Linked DNA regions of Sus scrofa: regions 1, 2 and 3 are each linked to region 4. A link is a contact called in public HiChIP or PLAC-seq data. All regions are on one chromosome and are shown on one strand. Each heading gives the region's core, a stretch centred on a gene start, on an enhancer-like site or on the middle of the called end of the contact. The rest is flanking DNA. Distances are from core to core; before and after follow the strand shown. Region 1 overlaps ITPR1 (inositol 1,4,5-trisphosphate receptor type 1). Region 2 overlaps ITPR1 (inositol 1,4,5-trisphosphate receptor type 1). Region 3 overlaps LOC106505661 (a long non-coding RNA gene). Region 4 has its middle 44 kb from the start of BHLHE40.

What was found. HiChIP or PLAC-seq counts read pairs in DNA pulled down with a chosen protein or histone mark.
Region 1: an H3K27ac HiChIP or PLAC-seq map of alveolar macrophages shows a contact between it and region 4. The contact joins two enhancer-like sites. A contact is called at or near these places in 1 of 5 promoter capture datasets (liver), 11 of 47 Hi-C or Micro-C datasets (alveolar macrophages, embryonic fibroblasts, epiblast stem cells and 6 more) and 2 of 2 datasets of contacts at active chromatin or transcription factors (alveolar macrophages and skeletal muscle).
Region 2: a contact with region 4 is called in an H3K27ac HiChIP or PLAC-seq map of alveolar macrophages. The contact joins two enhancer-like sites. A contact is called at or near these places in 1 of 47 Hi-C or Micro-C datasets (embryonic fibroblasts) and 2 of 2 datasets of contacts at active chromatin or transcription factors (alveolar macrophages and skeletal muscle).
Region 3: a contact with region 4 is called in an H3K27ac HiChIP or PLAC-seq map of alveolar macrophages. The contact joins two enhancer-like sites. A contact is called at or near these places in 15 of 47 Hi-C or Micro-C datasets (alveolar macrophages, brain, embryonic fibroblasts and 8 more) and 2 of 2 datasets of contacts at active chromatin or transcription factors (alveolar macrophages and skeletal muscle).

Annotation. Positions count from the first base shown.
Region 1 is chr13:61,382,251-61,385,873 of Sscrofa11.1, forward strand. All of the region lies in intron 57 of ITPR1 (inositol 1,4,5-trisphosphate receptor type 1), which reads left to right. LOC106505661 (a long non-coding RNA gene) reads right to left here. Exons shown (of 12, transcript XR_002337646.1): 8 at 1,228-1,265. Among named protein-coding and RNA genes, the nearest start is that of BHLHE40, 140 kb to the right of the region's middle. Within about 2 kb of position 1,656, at least 44 of the 83 cell types and tissues checked have an H3K27ac peak or open chromatin away from gene starts, as enhancers often do. A contact at or near this core is called in alveolar macrophages, liver, skeletal muscle and 1 more, where this site is marked.
Region 2 is chr13:61,334,580-61,337,854 of Sscrofa11.1, forward strand. ITPR1 (inositol 1,4,5-trisphosphate receptor type 1) reads left to right here. Exons shown (of 59, transcript XM_021069282.1): 45 at 1,327-1,437. Among named protein-coding and RNA genes, the nearest start is that of BHLHE40, 190 kb to the right of the region's middle. Within about 2 kb of position 1,357, at least 19 of the 83 cell types and tissues checked have an H3K27ac peak or open chromatin away from gene starts, as enhancers often do. A contact at or near this core is called in alveolar macrophages, embryonic fibroblasts and skeletal muscle, where this site is marked.
Region 3 is chr13:61,437,481-61,441,104 of Sscrofa11.1, forward strand. LOC106505661 (a long non-coding RNA gene) reads right to left here. Exons shown (of 12, transcript XR_002337646.1): 7 at 253-3,624. Among named protein-coding and RNA genes, the nearest start is that of BHLHE40, 89 kb to the right of the region's middle. Within about 2 kb of position 1,946, at least 70 of the 83 cell types and tissues checked have an H3K27ac peak or open chromatin away from gene starts, as enhancers often do. A contact at or near this core is called in alveolar macrophages, brain, fetal liver and 5 more, where this site is marked.
Region 4 is chr13:61,570,503-61,573,873 of Sscrofa11.1, forward strand. No RefSeq gene overlaps it. Among named protein-coding and RNA genes, the nearest start is that of BHLHE40, 44 kb to the left of the region's middle. Within about 2 kb of position 1,954, at least 66 of the 83 cell types and tissues checked have an H3K27ac peak or open chromatin away from gene starts, as enhancers often do. A contact at or near this core is called in alveolar macrophages, brain, embryonic fibroblasts and 6 more, where this site is marked.

The DNA.
Region 1 (3,623 bases), core at 406-2,905, 190 kb before region 4:
ATTCCAGGACATGGGTCTTCCCACTGCCGTCTCACTTCATGAGGCTGCTGTGGAAACACACCTGTGAACTAAATCCTTGGATGTGGGGCTGGCCAACAGATTCCAGGTTGTGGGATTTTTTTTCTTTTTAATTAATAGAGTTTATTTTTACAGAAATTCTAGGTTTATATAAATGCTGAACAGAAAGGCCCAGCTCCCATGCGCCCCCTTCTCCCTCCCTCCTCCCAGTTCCTTTATTATTGTGTATTACTGGGTGTATTTACTATAATTAATAAGCCAATATGAATATATTAGCATTAAGTAAAGACCACAGTTAACATTAGGGTTCACTCTTGTGCATTCTGTAGGTTTGGACAGATATGCAAGGACACCCACTATTAGAGCAGCAAACAGGATAGTGTCACTGCTTCCAAAATCCTCTGTGCTCTATTTGTCCTTCCTTCCAAACCCTGATCTTTTTACCACTGGGATCCATGTTTTTTTTGTCTAGGTTTCCACCCCCTCCCCTCCAAAAAAATGTGTAACAGATACCATCAATGGCAATTTTGGAATCTTGAGCTTATTAATTGGCGATCATTATCACTGTTTTTTCACCCAAAGCAACAGATTCTGGATTTTGACTGTTTTCTGTGATCTTAGAAAAGTGAGCTCTCAAGATTATTTTCTTCCTCTTTGATGCAAATAATCGCCCTAACTCACAAAAGGAGCAAATATTTAAAGTTTATTGAGTGTAATACATTCCGGCTTTAGGAAAGTAAAGGGTCATCTTTAACCCTCCCAATTCACCTCCTCTCCAGGCATTTTCTGGGGGTTTGGATACATAGGGAGACTAAGAATCTGTCTCCAGGCCTCCCCTCCCCCACTCTGGTCACCCTGTCACCTAAGCATCCACGGGCATTCTGGGAAAGTCCAGCTTGTTGTTTTGCTTGGTAAGATAAGTAGAAACACAGTTAACACTTGACCTGAAAGGACAGTCTGCCTTCTTGAATCTTCCCAGAGTCGATTATGGAGCGTAGAGGGGATTCTGTGGCTTATAGCTCCATTTTCCCACGACCTTTCTTCTCTCTCATGACCCTTTCCTTTACCCTCCTGCCCCCACTAAAAAAGTCTCATTTCTCTAGTCTGGCTGGAAAAGAATAAGAGATTCAACAATAAATGCTTTGTTGTTTATATGGTAAACAAAACTCTCTACCTAAGTGGACTTTCTCTGAGGAGGTGATTGATTACCTCAGTCATCTTTCTTAGAACAGCCTCTTCAGTTGAACCTGGGAAGGAGAAGAAAAAAAAAGAAAAAAAAAAAAAAACGCTTCTCAGAATGATTAGCATTTGCATCATACGATCCAACTTCCTCTCCTCTCTGCCTTCCTCTCTCTCTCTCTCTCTCTCTCTCTCACACACACACACACACACACACACACACCCTCCCTCCCTCTTTCCAGTCAAGAACATTTCAAGAGGTCAGTGCCGCCCCCGTGTCTAAAACTTCAGTGTTTGCCTTTGCAGGGACTTTTCCAACTTTACCTAGAAAAGAACTAACCAGAACCCTAGAGCTTGTGGCCAGCCTGCTTCCGGCTGTGGCTTCAGTCAGTTTGTCTGCTGTGACAGAGGAAGTGCTTGCTGTGACGGGAACTGCACTGGCTGGATTGTAGGAGGACCAAGGCAGACAGTACCTAATGACATTGGTATGCGAGATGCCAGCACCACGAGGAGCTAGCGAAGCACAGGGCACATCTCAGACCCAGAACAACAGATGCAGCTGACAGCCCACAGGGAGCCCACGGGTCTCCCCAAACCCCACCCTCCTGACCACACACACGCACCCAAGATGAATGCATGTTTGAACAAAATGTCTTAGTTGAAGGTGACTTTCTCAAAAATCCAGTAGAAGCCAGGAACCTGAGATCAATGTTTTTGATCTTGAAAAAAGGCAGGATTCTGCCAATATTTAGAGACCGGCACACTCTGGCTAGTGAACCATGGGCGCAGCCGTCACTGGACTCAGCGCTTACACAAGCTCAGCATTTTATATCAAAGTCTGAGCTCAGTAGAAAGTAACTGGATTCAGGTGTTCTCTCTGCACCCACGCTAGCAACTGAGAGATTCTAACCATTTTTCTGTGAAGATCTGGATCTCTGTGCAGAGGGGGCCTCCTGGGAGGAGCCTTAATGCTGTGTCAGAGCTCATCCTACAGTGCAGGGGGCAAGACCAGGTGGAAAGTGAGAGAACAGTTGGGGTTTGGCTGGAATTGGTTATTAGTGTTAACTACTACATACTCCTTAGTAATTTGAGATTTCCTGGGATGATTATCTACTTAAAATACTGGCAACACCTAGGATCTCAAAATTGGGGATCTCCCCTCATCAGTGCAAAGGAACAACCATCCACCCCATCCTGAGCACCTAGATTCCCTTGCTGCCTGTGGTCAGGGTGTTAGCAGAGGCCCCCACCACGCTTTTCATTGTTGGATATTAAGGCTGGGGGAATGGAGGGAGAGAGAACCTCTAAGGTGGTAACTGATGTATATCTAGGCCAGAAGATCCTGTTCCTCCCCTTGCATTGAAGGAATGAAATGGAGAATGAAGGTTTATCACCAAGGATTGGGGCACATGGCCTAAAGTGGCCTGTGGCAAGTGTGGCATTTCTTAAAAATCTTGGATTCTATCTTTAAAATTTGCTTCAATTTCATGTTCTGCTCCAGGGCATATTTTGAGTTTAATATAAAAATATTTTCAATTGTTTACTGTTGGCTAAAATAGACATTCTAAAAAGATGCATGATTTCTGGCTTTCTGTACCCTTTGGGCAGAGCCTTTATGCTCCAGGATTATAGGTGGCCCAAGTACAGAGGCATACAGAAGCATCTCCTTGGCCATTGAGGTGAGGAGCACAGATGGCAGTAGCAGATCTCTGGAGGCCAGTGGGCCCCGTTCATTTGTCCAGCATATAGGCACTGGGCATTTGGGACTTGGAGACAGTGCCCCAGGAAAGGCGAGAGCCCTGAGACCCGCCCTATGGCCATATTCCTTGCATTAAAGCCCAATGGAGGCAGCAGCCTTGTCTTTTCTCATCTCCAAACCCTCAGCACTCAGCACTGTGCCAGGTATGGACATTAGAAATGTTCAGTGAATGGTTGTCAGATGAAGTCTGTGCATTTTGCATTTGTCAGAGACCTTTCTGAAATCATTGCTCGGGAGTCCAATAATCAAACCACATATGCCATAAAAGAAGATGTGAATCTGACATGGAAAATTCCCTTTCGAATCTGTAGTCATTTGGTCACTTACTATTGAAATAGGAGAAGAAACTCTTCCTTAAACTTTAAGCTATTGGCAGACTTCTTGCATTGATTTTCTATATTCTTTTGAAGACCTCTTTCATGTGGACTCTGTTTGGAAGTCTGTGTTTTCTATTTTTATGGAGGGTTTGCTTAAGAAAATGAACATATGAAGGCTTGGAGAGCCAGATTTGAGATGAATTCTCTAGCCATTTTAGGCAGCCGAGCATCATTTGCATGTCAGTCATCAGTGCACTGCAGGTGAGCACCAAGTCCTGACTGCTGCAGCTCGCACGTGTCCCCAGCCCCCAGCACCTTGTCAGGCTGCTTCCCTCCCCGTGTCCAGACCC
Region 2 (3,275 bases), core at 107-2,606, 240 kb before region 4:
TGCCCAGCTTGGTGTGGTGTGAATGGTCCCACTCTGACTTCACTAGGGATACATATTAGAGCTGGAGTTTCTAAGACCAGAAGACTGGGCTCTATTTTAAATACTAAAATTTTTTATTTAAAATTGAGAGACTCCAAAAGGGGCTACTTCACAGCAGGAAGTTTAAAACTAACTAGAGAGAAAAACCTTGGTGTACATGAAACAAGTTGAAAATAACAGGAGAAAATGTATGGTTGAGACTTTGACACCACAGACATTCAGAGAAGAGAAAGACCCTTTAGTCCTGACGTAGGTCTCTCAGCAAGTTTATTTTTGGAGCGGTTGGAACCTAATCGTTTCTTGAGTAGAGTCATTACTTACCCATGACGTCTTATAGATGTTGTAATTTTTGCACTGATGCTAGAATGAGTATGATTTTTAACCCAAAGTACGGCTCTCTCCTGCGTGGAGTGGTTAGGCCAGTGCTTAAATGGCCCATTTTAAGCCCAGAATTCAGGGAAGGAACAATATATGCTATGTTACTAGGGAAGCAAGGCCAGAACTTTGGCTCAGGGGAGAAGGACAGCTTACAAGAGGCACAACTTGCTATACATTAAAAATATGATCTTACTTGTCCACGACTTTGAGGCTAGAGTTTTGTTAGATCCACTTTCCTCTCCTGGTTTCCTGGTGAGACAAATGGTACAGTCTGAGTGAAAGGGAAAAGGAACCAAAACATGACAACAGGCTGGGGAGAAAGGCTTATTCTGACATCTAAGTGAATTTCCCTGTCGCCTCGAGTTTGCTTTTCTGCCAAACGGAGGTCTTTTAAAGGGAGCTTAAAGACCCCTCCAGTAGGAGGAGATTCTGCTGCAAATGGGGATCTTACCTGGGGGAAGGTGATTCATTCTGATATTGTGCGAATTAAATAGGAAACTTGCTTTCCAAGCTTAGGCCTTGAGCAAAAGTGTGCAATACGAAAATCGAGTGATGCAGAGAGAATGGAACACACCTTAAAGGGGAAAACAACGCAGAACCCAGAATCAGTCACACACCCTATTTTCCCTTAAGAACAAAAGCCCACTGCACTATTTGGATTACACATGACCAATTTATCAGTTAGAGCCCATGGGGACTTTCCTGCTGTTTACTGTTAATTCTGAAACTAGAGATTCTCATCTGTCTTTTATTTTTACCACTTTCTCACGGAAAATTTGCAGCTCTCCCCTAGAGACATTGCTGGGAGTGGCAAGCTTTGTGTTGAAATAGCAGTTCAGCCTGTTGGCCTTTGACGTCTGATTTATGACCAGCGTTTGGGTAAATGTCTGTGGTTGCCTCTTTCCTCAGAATTGCATCGCCACCCATGAATCCAATGGCATTGACATCATCACAGCACTGATCCTCAATGACATCAACCCCCTGGGAAAGAAGAGGATGGATCTTGTGCTAGAACTGAAGGCAAGTAGGAATTGAAAGCAAAAGAAAGTAGCCCTTGGAAACCCTTATGTGGGTTGCCTCTGCACGTGACATGGTCACTGTTGTGAAAGTAAATGTTCAAGGCAGTTCCTTTAAATGAAATGAATGATCCACGTTGCATGTTCTAAAATGCAGAACTGCAGTCTTTCCCTTCCAAATAAGGTCTTAGGACAGGATACCAGCTTTTCAACTCACGGGTCCCATGGAATGAAACCTCATCACTCAAAGCTGAGAAACAAGTTTGAAAGCATCCAAGACCTAACAGCCCTGATTCTGAAAACCACAGACAGAAAAACGATAAAACTTCATTCCCTCTAGGATCTCTCACTTTTCCCCATTGAGAAAAAGGGCCATTTGGAGAATAGAACAAGTAAACCTTTCTAAGACCAAAAAAATTTTTTTGTTGTTGTCAGAGAACTCCTTGGTCTGTCGTGATTTTGATTTAGCAGAAGGGTTGTTCATAAATGTTGGGTTAAAATAAGAAAAGCTACACTGGCCAGTATCTTGCCTACAGGCCTCTGATGAGTTTCTTTGCATCTCATACAAACAGCAGGTGACAGATGACTGATGGAGAAGCACCCTTGACCTGCTGACTCCCTCTAATACCAAAATAGTTTTATGGGGTGAAAGCAGTGACTTCAAGGTGCTTAAGCTGCTGGGTTTACAAGCTCTTGGATATTTGAGAAGCTGATATACCTACTACTCCTGATAGTGATTTCTTGAGCATACCCCCCCAAAAGTAATTTTTAAAGTAAAAAAATTCAAAACAAACTAATAGAAAATGCTTACTCCTATTTAGGGGTTCCAAAGATTCTCTAAGGGTCCAAAGATTGAATTCTGGAATTGAACTTGCAACCCATCCTGGCATCTAAAGGGTATTTTGAAACATGTTAGCCTCCCTGAAAATTTTTCCTTTTTAACTGTGCCCCTGTTCAGGCATGTTAAGCTCTGCCCTCTATCTCACCCCCAGACGTGGCCCTGGGTACTTTGTCACTGTCACAGGAAAGCCTGGAATTACAGCGTTTCACTGAAAAGCTGATCTGTATTTATGGCATCTGTGGTGCCAGAGGAAAGAAAGGTCATTAGGAAGGTGGTAACACCGAAGCGCACAAGAATCACACAGTTATTTTTATTTTCATTTTAGTATTTCATACTGAGGGTCCAAGCTAATTGTTGGTTTGGGTGTATAGTTTAAATGGATTTTTTTGGGGGGCTATTTTTGACTCATTTAACAAATCATGTTGGAGAATCAACTTGACTCCACAAGCTCATACAAGCTCACGTCCCTGGCTACCATTTATCAGTATTTATATGATGAGAGCTTGAAATAAATTGAGGATTTCATGTGCTCTGGGTCAGCATGTCAGTGGCTTTTTCATCTAATCCAGTAACCTGTAGGTTATTATAGAAATTTCTGTCTGGTGGAAAGCCACTTTTTGATAGCACAACCACATGACTGAACTGCTCTGATCTGTGCTTGGGAAGGAAGAAAAACACTGTGCCCTCTCACCAAAACAACTTGCTAGTCTTACATGCAAAGAAGCGTACAGAGTATTATAGGCTTGGGACCCAGAATGAGCTCATGCCAAGAAGTACAGAATGAACTTTAGATCTAATGGGAAATTATGGTCTGGGAGGCATATGATGCCCCATTGGATCACTTTTGTTAACTAATGTCAGCTCTACTCTCTTGATAATATTAGGGGTTATGGGAGCTGATAGTGCTATTTTAAGATAGGGAGAAGTTAGCTTAATTGCCTGCCCTTCTGTGGCCTGCAAGGCTGAACAACAGTGTTTATAAGCATTCTCCTGCTCCCCGA
Region 3 (3,624 bases), core at 696-3,195, 130 kb before region 4:
AAATTCAAGAAACTGTAACATTAGCACACAAATTCTATAACAACTGTATAAAATACAGAAATGAAAAGATGAAAATAAATGAAAAAGTCAAGCCCTGGAATACCTCATGTGCTTTCAGTAATAAATTCTAAAATTATTATTCACAGATAATATCAACCAAATGGCCAGTTTTTCCAATAAGGATCTACCTGTGGGCAGCCCACTGACAGCCCACCTGTCAGTCACTTAAGGAGGTCAGGATCAATCAGTTACCTGTGCATATCTTGGATGCAAGGGATCACGTAGAGCATACCACGGTAGGCTTACAAAAAGCTAGTCACATTCTCCCAAAGCGTGCTGAATGACAAACAGACCACAAACAGAAACTATCACTGGCATTAAGGGACAAGATCCAGCTGGTTTTCTTTATTCCTAATCTCAGTTTCAGCTGCAGGTTTTTTCCAGAAAAAAAAAAAAAAAAAAAAAAAAAAAACAACAAACTAGTTTGATTTACTCAACACTCTGCAGAAGTCAGGGTGTGGTCATCCTCTAAATATTACAAATGGATTTTCCCTGAACTCTTGCAGCAACAGGATCTTAAAGTGGTTACTGGTAGGAAAAGGTGACATTAAGGTCAAAAATGTCTCAAAAAAAGAATTAACAATAGTTTATAAGGACCACCCTAGTGACAATGGAGGTAGGGGTGGGTATTATTGAGACCAGGAAGCTAACACAGTACAGAACACGAATATTTTTCAAGCCTTCAACAGAGAGCCACACTAACAGTTGAACATCTGCTTTTTTGCCAGCTCTCCTGTTGAGTACTGACAAGTTTATTCCAAATTAATCCAGTACACTAATAACTGCCCCAAATGCAGATCAATCAAGTTTCCTTCTTCATCATCAGAACAGGACTTAATGTAAGAGTGAATTCAGAAAAATCAATGTTTCCTAGCCTTTCTAAAACACTACCAACTAAAAAGACGGGGAAAGGAAGCCTGAGGAAGCCTTTTCTAAGGCAAGACAAGGATCAAAGGGAGTGTGCTTAATCAATTAATCATCATATCCCTTTTCCCTAGCCGGTCGGAGAGGAACTGGATTCTGTTCTCCAGCTATGCCCCCTGAGTCGCATGGTCTGTGTTTGCACCTCTGGACCTCCTGGCTGCTCTGAAAGATACCCTTGGCACTGACTGAAGCCTGGAACTCGTGTTGTGAGCCCACCACGTGCCAGGGACGACGCTTGGCACTCCACACTCCCTCGTTACCTGTGAAGCACATTCTGTGCGCTGATGAGGAAGCCGAGGCTGGAGCCCACGCAGGCAGTGCGGCCAAGCCACCAGGAGGGGCGCACTCCGGGCCCTGGCGCTACACCACCGCGGAACTTCCATCTTGCTCAGAGCCGCCACTAGGCACCCGGCTCCCTGAGGGCAAGGGCGTGACTTGGATGCTCAAAAAACTCACTAGGCACGTAGTGGTTGTGACGTGAACTCTTCTTCGCGGCCACTCTCAGGCCACAAGCCCTCTACAAGAGTGGGGAAACCGAGGCCAGGCTAAGTGACGCCAGAGGACTCAAAGCCGGCAGCGGGCAGAGAGGCCTCGAAGGCTGAGGTCTGCGAACTTCAACGTTCTGTCTGGTTTACTCGGCTCTAAGATGCCGCAGACTTTCAGGGAAAGGGGCCTGGGCGCGGACGCTTCCCTCCCGGATCGTTTTCCCGTCAGCAGCCTCGGTCCACAGGAGAAAGCGGCGGCCAGCCCTACTCTACGGCCCCACCCGCCATCAGCTGCAAGGCACCGCGCCAGGAGTACGTTGCCTATTCCCAGGCACTCCCTCCCCCGCCTTCGCTCCCAGCCCCGCTCTGCGCCTGCGCGCAGGGGCCCTTGGGACCGTGGGCCCGTGGGCCAGCTGCTCACGCGGGCCTCCACCTGGCCCTCCACCTGGCCAGGCCAACGCCAATGGCAAGGCGGGACCTCGCTCTCGCCCCGCCCCTCGGGGCCCCGCCCCGTCGAGGGAGAGCTGGAGCCTAGGCTCGCGCCTGCACCTCCCGCCCCGCCGCGGGCTTTGCCGCTCTCTCTGTGCGCGTGCGCGCGGTAGGGGTTTGGATGGGGTCAGAACGCGGTTGAGCTGCTGAGGCCGCGAGTTATTTTGGAAGGCGGGGAGGCGGGGCAGGTCTGGATGGGAGAGGAGGCGTTTCCTCTGAAAAAGAAAAAAGTGGGTGTCGTGGGCTGCACTCAATGCCCTTTTGGCGTCGTCAAAGGGAAGTCAGAACTGCTCCGGATTTTCCCATTTTATGTCTAAATCACTCGAACCCCAACTAAGTCCTTCATGTAAGAACATCAGGGGTTCCTGAAGAGTGGCACACGCTGCAGTAATGATCGTCTCCAGGGCGCTCTGAGCCAAGTTTCATCTCCCAGTAGGAGTAGTAAGCCCAGAGATGAAGTCTCACCTGAGGGCACCCACCGGCAGTAACCTGCTCTAGAGGCTAGTCCAGGGCAGGCCTAGAACTTCACCGATGCTTAGACTACTGCCATTAATTTAACCCAATTATAGGTATTATTTGTACACCGCGAAGTTATATTTGAAATACGAAGTATGTGTGTTATGTCAGTTTTGTGTGTCATACACCAAGGATCCCTCAAGCCACATTTCCCTTGAGGACTAGAAGCTTTTCGTTGTTTCTAACACTAGGAAGAAAGTGTCATAGCCTCTGGTAAGATGGAATGTTACTGATACAGGACTTAAGTGAATATATGTCCCCATTTGTCATATTTGGCAGCAGATAGCTGCGCTTGATTATGAGTTCCCATGGACAGTTTTTTAGGTTGGTATCTGGATGCAAATACTATCCAGATCTGCTACTCTACCCCAAATTTCATTTTCTTGTCCATATAGAATGGGGGAAAGATTAAGGAACAATGGGAATTGAATATATAATGAAAAGCATTACTGACTGGAGATCTTAAATTTCTGGTTCCTCTTTGCCACCCTCTTCCCCAAAGATTTTTAGAACTTGGTAACTGTTCACGGATTGATTTTTAATCACATCTTTCTTCATAACATTTGAAAGAATTTCTTTCCTTCATTTGGCTTTGTGGGGCCTAAACTGAATTTTTGAGGAGATGGAAGCCCTGGAAATAGGCTGTGAGGGGAGACAGTGTGAATTATTAAGGAAACAAGGATAAGAAGATCCTAGTTTATGGAGATAACAGCAAGAGCTGAGAGAAGGGATAAACACCAAAAAATTAATTGGGTAGCAGATCTAGCAGATGGTAATCTATGTTCTAGTTGTAATGATAAGCTACGTTCTTGAGCATAAGGATTTGTATATCACTTATGGTGACCAAAAAAATAAATAAATAAATAAATACCATTTCTTCATTTGTATTTATTGTACAATGAAGAAATACCATTTCTTCATTGTACTTTATTGCCAGAACTCCTGAGAGTTCTGGCAATAAAGTACAAAAGACGTAGGGACGGGGTAAGAGCTTAGTGCCAGAAAGATCTCAGTTTTACTGTTCTACCACATCCCACATGGAAAATTAAGGACTTTGATAAAGGAGTAATTGAACTGGGTAAGGTGCACAAGATTCTGCCTGTATCTGGATGCTGTTGTGGAAATTTCTGAGGCAGATAGAGCCAGTAAC
Region 4 (3,371 bases), core at 704-3,203:
GGTCATAGCAATGCCAGATCCTTCACCCACTAAGCAAGGCCAGGGATCAAACTCACATCCTGCAGGATACTAGTCAGGTTCATTACTGCTGAGCCACAATGGGAACTCTGGAAAGTGCTTTCTGAATTCTAAAATATCCTGCAGAATTGTTCTCACCTTGTTTACAGTATTTGCTTAGCAATGTTTTTTCCCCATGGGGATAAAAGTTACCCTACCCTAGCTTGCTTTAAAATTATAATACATTTTAGATGGAAATGGTCTGAATAAATATGCTTTTCTTGAGGTGTTTGTGTATAGTGCTTTCTCTCCACTCTCTCCAAAGCTGAGTGCAATTGTACTGAATGTCCACTCTGGATCCTCACACGAATTTATTAGTTACCAAGTATTAATCTACCAGCTATGGGACTCGGACAAATTACTTCACCAGTTTGTGCCTCAGTTTCCTCATTTGCAAAGCAGGGTCCAAAGTAATAGAACTGACTTCAGAGAGTTGTTGTACCAAGAGTGGTAATGACTAGTGGGTGCCTGATGTACAGTGGGTATTCAGTGTTAGCTGCATTTGTTATTATTATATAAGCCTTATTCCTTTTTTAGGATTATTTTTGTCCTGACCTTCTCAGTTATTATTCACACAGAATTAAAAATTAAATGCATGGTCTCCGCGCAGTAAAAAAATGCAGTCTTGGTTCCAGAGACTAAAGGTCATACCCACCATTTTAATTCATGGTTCCAGAGGCTGCTTGGTAATGGTTAAGATCTCTGGTTTAGGATTCAGTTCTGATTTTACCCCCTAATCGGTCTCAGATTTACTGGATATTCTGAGTTTTCTTCTCTAGAATGGGACAAGACCTACCTCTTAAGGTTGTGGGAAAGAATAAATGAGTTCACTTCTATGTCTGGTTGAACGTGTTCAACGCCCCACTATTATTATCAACCCCCACTCCCTTAGCCTGGCACAGTCTAGGTGCTCAATTAGCTTGCCAAAGCGAACTAAAACAAACTGCTTCACTGAGGGTAGCTTCAGCCAGAGAATCTTTTGAAGATAATCATTAGAAACTGCTCCTTGAAAGAAAAGAAAAAAAAAAAAAAAAAAAAAAGCAAAAACTTAAAGGACTGAAAAATCAGTTCTGCCTCATACAGGTTGTTTTAGGGCTCCTTTTTGGTCTTCCGATTTCACCCCCCTCCCGCCCCGCGCGCGCCTCCCCGCCCAGGGATGTTTCTAGACACTTGGTGAGAGTGCTTCGAGATCTTGATAATCCTGTAGAATAAGGAAGGTGGCCCTGCAGGGCGCCCCCAGGGGAAAATCCGGGAGGCGCAGCCCTGTCCCCCTGCGCGAGCATCCTAGAGCCAGTGGTTTCCTGAGTGGGCCGTGCTCCGGGTCACTTCTCGAGGGCGGGTTGGCTTCGCCAAGGCTACCAGGATGCTGTCGTCTCCATGACAACGGAGTGCGGGCGAGGAGAGGCAGCAAGCAAGTGGTGTCATCCTCCGAAACCAAAAGCCCCCGCCCCCACGCGGGCCGGCCCCAGGCCGCAGGCGGTGGAATTCTTCTGGGAAGGCGGCTGACGTCGCGGGCGGCCCTGGCCCCAGCCTTGGCAGCGCTGATGCAAGCGCAGCCCCGTGCCTGCAGGCAGGCAGCCCCGGGGGAGAGTTGGCGCTGCGCTCCGTCTTGTTCCCTTCCGGCCACCCCGCCTGGTTTTCCCTGTGCAGAGTCAACAGCTCCTGGGTGCTTTCTCACTGACAGGCCCAGTGGAGGGGGGGGGGGGGGGCGGGGAAATGCCCAAACCAGTTCTCCCCCTCTGCTCTTCCCAGACTTCTCAGGAAAATCCGAGCCTCCCAACCTGGCCACGTTTGGATCAATGGGAAGGGCTCTGGCGGCTCTCAACCGCTCCCCGGAGAGGGCCCAGGTTGCCTGAGATACCTGGTGCCAGATGATGCCAAGTAAACCGCCCGGATCACGAGGGAACCTTGTGTCTCTACACAGCAAGGCGGTAAAGGGCCTCCGGGGTGGAGATGGTGCAGCCAGAGCTGGTCTCCATCGCCCTCTGCTGGGCAGAAGATAAGGTTGCTCTAAAGTTCCCGCTGGGACCTCCCAAAGGGAGGGAGGTGGGTGGTGGAGTGGGGGCTGTAATATTAAGAGTTCACCCTCCTAAAAAAAAAGACAGACCAGGAAACCGAGGCTCAGAGAGGACAAGGGACCTGTCATTTGTTTTGCAGCTCCTTTAGGTCCAAGTCGGAACCAAAAGTCGAATTGACACCCTCATTGAACGATCTCTAGGTTTTGGGGGGTTTTTGGTTTGTTTTCCTCTTTCTAGGGCTGTACCTGTGGCATATGGAAGTTTCCGGACTAGGCAGCTGCCAGCCTGTGCCACAACCACTCAAGATCTGAGCCAAATCTGTGACCTACGTCATAGCTGGGGTCAACACGAAGCCAGGGGTCAAACCCAAAACCTCCTGGATACAAGTCGGGTTCCTAACCTGCTGGGCCATAAGGGGAACTCCCTCTAGGGTTGTTTTAAAGTGAGAAGTCATCCCACTCTTTATCATGGAGATGGCTCTTTACACGCCCCCACACTGTGAGGCCTTTCTCCATTGCTATATCACAACACATCACCAGTTCCAAGTGTGGTCCAGGACCCACCCTCTGTGTGTGGGGGTGGGGTGGGGGAATACCCAAACTCAAAACTATTTTTATAGCAAAACTAGGAGGGTATTTGCCTTTTTCACTATTTCTCTCTTATGTGTGCAGTGGAGTTTTCCAGAGTTCACATGACATATCATGCTCCAAAAGACTGAATGCAGAAGCAGGTATGAGTATCTAGACTTCTTCTATTAAGGCAGACATTTAAAGGGATTTGCAAGCATGTGAACCTATGTCACTCTTCTTATTAATTCTTTTAGTTTTAGAAAATAAGGCTAATGAAATTTTTTAAAAAGAATAAGGAAAGAAAAAATAGAAAATATGACCATTTTAATAAAATATGTTTTATATATAGGTAAGATTTATTTATTTTAATTTTTTTTTTTTTTTTTTTTTTCTTTTTTTAGGGCTGCTCCTGCAGCCTACAGAAGTTCCCAAGCTAGGGGTCTAATTGATGCTGCAGCTGCCGGCCTACACCACAGCTCACGGCAACACCAGATCCTTAACCCACTGAACAAGGCCAGGGATCAAACCTGAGTCCTCATGGGTACTAGTCAGGTTTGTTACCGCCGAGCCACAATGGGAATTTCCAAAGTTTATTATTTTAAGGTGAATTAACAATGTTTGTAAATATTACTAGTTTTCATTTCTGACATGGTAAATACTGATAGATAGAACCCACATAAACAAAGCTGGTTAGGATCCTCACCAGTCTTTAAGAGTGCAATTTGAG